2 separate regions of the Cricetulus griseus genome follow, and region 2 is linked to region 1. A link is a contact called in public Hi-C data. All regions are on one chromosome and are shown on one strand. The core of a region is the stretch at or near the end of the contact, and the rest is flanking DNA. Distances in the headings are between cores, read along the strand shown. Region 1 has its middle 110 kb from the start of Tmem45b. Region 2 has its middle 12 kb from the start of Barx2.

The links. A called contact is a pair of places that touch in the nucleus more often than the background predicts.
Region 2: a Hi-C map of liver shows a contact between it and region 1, with 5 times the contacts expected there. The contact joins two enhancer-like sites. A contact is called at or near these places in 6 of 8 Hi-C or Micro-C datasets (the CHK-Q cell line, the CHL-YN cell line, the CHO-K1 cell line and 2 more).

Annotation. Positions count from the first base shown.
Region 1 is chr4:144,010,522-144,013,221 of CriGri-PICRH-1.0, forward strand. It overlaps the pseudogene LOC100766291. Among named protein-coding and RNA genes, the nearest start is that of Tmem45b, 110 kb to the left of the region's middle. Within about 2 kb of position 1,315, at least 1 of the 6 cell types and tissues checked has open chromatin away from gene starts, as enhancers often do.
Region 2 is chr4:144,338,750-144,341,449 of CriGri-PICRH-1.0, forward strand. No RefSeq gene overlaps it. Among named protein-coding and RNA genes, the nearest start is that of Barx2, 12 kb to the left of the region's middle. Within about 2 kb of position 1,367, at least 1 of the 6 cell types and tissues checked has open chromatin away from gene starts, as enhancers often do.

The DNA of each region.
Region 1 (2,700 bases), core at 65-2,564:
AGGAAATTAGAGGGCAATTTAATAATATCTGTCAAAATTTGAAAGTATTATAGTCTCTGACACAGCAATGAGACCCTTGAAGATTTGCCTTATAAAAATTTGCACAGTGGCTTGAGCACAAGAATAAATTCACTAATATATTTATAACATGAAGTATAATTAAACAAGTTACAGTACGTGCCTATAATTGAATATTATACATAAGAATTAAAAAAGAATTAAAAATTTGTTAGGAACTGATTTCCAAAGTCTATGAGGTGGGAAAAAACTCAAGGTGCAGCAGAGTGTATCTAATACAATAGCAATATGGATTTATATTCCTATTTGTATTTGTATTAGATGTACTCCATTGTGTTAGTCGACTTTTTTATGTGCTTTGGTCACTCAGAGCTCGTATTCTATGGGGGGGGGGAGAATCAGTTGTACCTGTGGGGTCTCCAGTTTATGGGAGACTCACAATCAACATGCAATCTATCTTTGATGCTGCATAGACTACTTATTTACGCTGCCTTCCTGGTCCTGACTACCGTGATCACAGAGCAGAAGCAAGTGACTGCATGGGTTTGGGGCAAAGAGGCACCATCTATTTTGGACAGTGTCCTTACTTTTAAAAGATTATTATTATTATTATTATTATTGTTGTTGTTGTTGTTATTATTATTTTAGTGAAAGTGTTGGGACCCTGCTGGGTGACCTAAGGTGCCCTTGGTGTTCTCTGCCTGCTTGGAGATTAGGCATTCACGTCCCTCCTTCAGCCTGTATGCAAGAATACAAATTATCCGCTCATTGCCAGGGGGCTTGGGGACATGGATCTTGACCTGAGTAAATTTCCACTGTGGCTGCTGTTGGTATATAAGTCTACTCCCTTCTGAAATAAACAGCATTCTCCTTACAAGAATGACCCACTGTCTTGTCTTTATTTAACCCTCAGATTCCCTCTCCGGAACCCGTGAAATGCTGTAGTCCCTCCCTGGGTTGAGATTTCACGCTAACTTACCATTTCCACATTGGGATTTTGTCTGGAGCTCGCACAGTCTTGTGATTGCTGTCACAATCACTGTGAGGTCATATGTTCAGCTGCCCTGTTGTGTCTGGAGACACTGTTTCCTTGTGGTCATTGACCACCTCTAGCTTTTACAGTCTTTCAATCCCGTCTTTCTTAATGATCCTGAACCTTGGGTGTGTCATAAGTTAGGCTTTATAAAGATTTTTCTCTGTCTCAATCAGCATTCTTGCACTCTAGGCTAACACCCTATCTTAAAAAGTCATAAATTAAAGCTGTCCTGGGTGGGAAATGGATGTTCCATTTGCAGCTGAGCAGTCTGCAGTTTCTTACTCTTTGCACTTTAACCAGCTTTGTGCTTCTGTGTTAATCATCTACTGCAAATAGAAGCTTCTCTGGTAAGGGCTGAGAGATAAATTAATCTATGGGTATGATGATAAGCCATTAGGAATTGGTTCAATACTAAGTCCATTTAGAATAATAGTGGTAGGTTCTCTCCTAGGTCCTATGACCTATCTAACCACAGGGTCTTAGCCCTGATATTGGTGCTAGGTATGGGTTACATCTTGTGTAAGAGGCCTTAAATCTAATCAGAAAGTGGTTGGTTACTCCTATGATGTTCATGCCACTATTTGGGCTTGTCTTGACAAGCCATTCATTATTGTAGCTTGCAGGGTTCAGAGCCTGGTAACACTGATGATTACTTTCTCCCCCAGTATCATGCATAGCACTTTCCATGGTGAAAGTGAAAGACCCCTGGAGGCTCAGGCCCTCAGGATCTTGGCCCAGGACTGGGACAACCCCAATCACCAAGTGGAGTCGAAAACTTGATGCAAACAGCAAGAGGTTTTATTGCAGTTGTTTAACGAGCTAACCCCATGTTAGCACGGACCTTTCATCCATCCACCATGGTGGATGGCTGGGAAAGACACTGAGAAACCACAGGATAGAGATCTTATAGGGCAGCGTAAGGGGAGTATCCAGGGGTACGCACAGGCTCTGGATTGGTGTGCCTCCAGCCTTGGAGGACTTGCCCCGTGTTAATTGGTCAACTGGTTGTTATAGCCCATAGGCCCTCCCAGAATGGTTGCTATGCTCTTCATGTCATTGCTGTACACTTGTCTGTAAAGCACAACCAGAGCTGTAAAACATAGCACCACCAGCTAACTTCTGATTGGTTCCTTGCCATGAGGCAGGCATCTGACCTCCTAGTGACCAAGGCAAAGTCAGGCAAGCACATGTTAGACTGTTATGGCTGCTGAAATGGGCAGGCATCTGACCTAGTGACCAAGGCAAGGTCAGGCAAGCACGTGTTAGGCTGTTATGGCTGCTGAAATGGGGAGCTGGTCCCTTCAAAAGCTAGCTACTAAGGGCAAAGCTTCCAGATAGTACCAGAGTGATTCCATCATAGTGCGTGACTCAATTATGTGATGTCTTCGGCAATACAGCCTTATCGTCAAGTTCTGGAGGGTAACCATTGCATCAGCAGTAGTCTTTAATGTTTGGGATCTATGGAACTTCACTAGCCAAAAGAGGAAATAATCCATTCCCCGAACTGGGCTTTTTATTAGTTAACCTGTAGTGTCTATTAGGGGTATTGTTGTCAGTGTGTGTGTGTGTGTGTGTGTGTGTGTGTGTGTGTGTGTGTGTGTAAACTTCTACAGTGGTAGGTAGAAGATTTTATATGTCTTTGTTTG
Region 2 (2,700 bases), core at 117-2,616, 330 kb after region 1:
GTTTTGTTATCTTTTTATATGTCAAGCCATTGATAACATTGAAGTTATTTGAATATTAAGAAGATTGACAAGAGAACATAGTTATAGAAACCTCAATCATATCATGGGCTGCGAAACTCCAGTTATGAAGTAATCTAAATATAAATAGTTCCAATTGCCTTTTAGAATTAACAGAAATTTCAGAAGCAAGGAAAGTTAGTTGACTAAGTATGCGATGCAAAAGCTGCCATCCGGAGCTCTCCTAAGCATTCTCAGGCCAGCAATTCAGCTGGGAGCCTGGTGGAGATTTATCTATCAGCAATCAAATGTAGCTGTTGACTCTGCCTGGAACCCTCAGTAGCCTGAGGCAAAGGCACTATCTCAGAGCTGCAGTTTTTTGGTTACTGTCCTCTATCAGAGGACAAGGATGTCGTCTGTGAGATGGAATCATGGCTCCCTCTATTGGTAGGATATGGGAATGTCCCTGAAGACAGGGTTCCTGAGGTACCAAGTCAGACACTTGTGTTCTCTAGGGACCCTTAAGGGCTGACTTCAACATTGTGTCGGAAGCATCACTAACAACTATCCTTCCCAGATCTGGAACCAGCTTCAGATGTGACAAGGAAGACTCTTTGCTGACCTTACATCCATTTAGGGTTCTGGTAACCCCCGCCATCAAGGACTTGAGTATGCATTTAAAATAATTTAAGTGACTTAACTTTGTAACAAGAGTATTGAAAGAAATATATGGGAGCAGATCAGAACACAAGAAGAATGTCTATAGTACCCTACCCAAATGACCTGGCCTGTGTCCTGATGCTACAGTGTAAGCCCAAATCCAAACTCCATTTAGGGACCTTAGGCAATACTGAAAGCCCACTGGCCTGAGGGAGTTAGCCTCCAGACCTCATTAGTACACTCAGCAAATCTCCAATATGATCAACACTTGTACTTACAGTGTATTTTAGTGTAAGTGTGCCGTCTCCAGGACATATTTTAACACCTCCAACTTCTGAGGGTTAGGTGCATTTAACATCACCCTGAACTTACAGATACACCTGGTCTCCTTTATCTCAGGCTGTAAACCTTCTGGGAAAAGGAGTAGAGAGCAAGGCTGAAGTAGGAAAATATAAGACAAAATGTTAGTAACAAGATACACATAAAAGAAGATAAACCAAAAACATCTCATCTTTCCCACCATGGAGCAAAAGCCCTGGCCTTAGAAATGACTGGGTCGCTGTTGACTCAGCAGCAGTGACATTGGCATTTTCACATGAAATGCCTATTTCCTTATTCTCCCCTTCTCTGCAATAGGACATAGCAAGCTAACCAGTCTGGCTAGGCATGAATAGCAAGTTTGTATGTCACTACAACCATCCAGCCCTGCCGAACCTTTCAGAGCAGAGCTCCAGTTCATGTGGCTGGCTGAAACCAGCACAAACTACAAAGCACTGTGGATAATCATTAAGAAGCTGGCTTGGGTACTGCATTCCCAGCAACCATTTAGCCAATCAGATAACTGAGCTCGGAACAGGACATTGTTGTTTCTTGATACTTAATACCACATTGTTCAATAGCAGCACTTTTCCTTTGAGCTGCATTGTCTTCTCATAGTCATGGCTGTGTATTTCAATTCTGTGTAGTGGAGAAAATGCACATAAGTTAAATACAGAGAAAATGTATCTAATTATTTGTTGAATGTCATTTCTGTCCCAGAAGTCCTGGCATGTGTGTGGGGGGAGGGGCATTGTTGGAGAAACATGGGTAAAAAGTAGACAGTCCTTCCGACTAGCAGACAAATGAATCAACAAGCAGATACCTATGCCCAAGAGGATGTGTTTGGAACTATCCCAGTAGGCCAGTCTAAGAAGAGATCACAGAAGAATGTCAGAAACAGAAGAGGGAAAGAAAAAAGCCCATTTCCATCTAAGTTAGGATCTAAAGTCTAGAAGCAAGTGAAAGTGTCTGGTGGTCTGGAGGTGGCAAGCGCAGCTAGAGTGTAGTTATAGAGAGGGCAAGGTGAGAAGATGGGCAAGACCATAGAGCATCTCCTAAACTGCCATGGACTTAACCTCATCCTGAAAACCTCCCTGTCACCTCCATGGCAGGAGGGTGAGGTAAACAGATATGTGCAGACAGGAAACCACTTAAGAAGTCACAGTATGAAGGTCGGTGAGCAGTAAGCTGTTTTCTGAAGCAAAGGAGGAGAGGTGGAAGTAGTTTTGAGAAATTTGAATCTGTGAAATGTGAGGATCACTTTGATGTGAGAAAAGCAAAGTCAAAGTCTAGGATGGATGCATTTGGCCATGCAGCTCATTCTTACATTCCCCGTCTTTGGGAGGCTGTAGCAGGATGCTCATGAGTTTAAGCCTAGCTTACTACATAGCAATTTCAGGCAAGCCCAGGCCATTATATGGAAAGACACTGCCTCAAAAATGGGGCAGGCCTTGGTGGTACATGACTCTAATCCTAGCACTCCCGAGGCAGAGATAGGCAGATCTCTGAGTTTGAGGCCAGCATGGTCTACAGAGTTCCAGGAGAGCCAGGGATACACAAAGAAACCCTGTCTTAACCTCCCCCCAAAAGAAAGAAAGAAAGAAATGATACAATTTAATATCCAAAATATTTAAATTTTCTAACATATCCATTCAAAAGGGAGCCAGTGTACTGATTCATACCTATAATCTGAACACATGGGAGGTTAAAGCAGAAGTGGGCCAG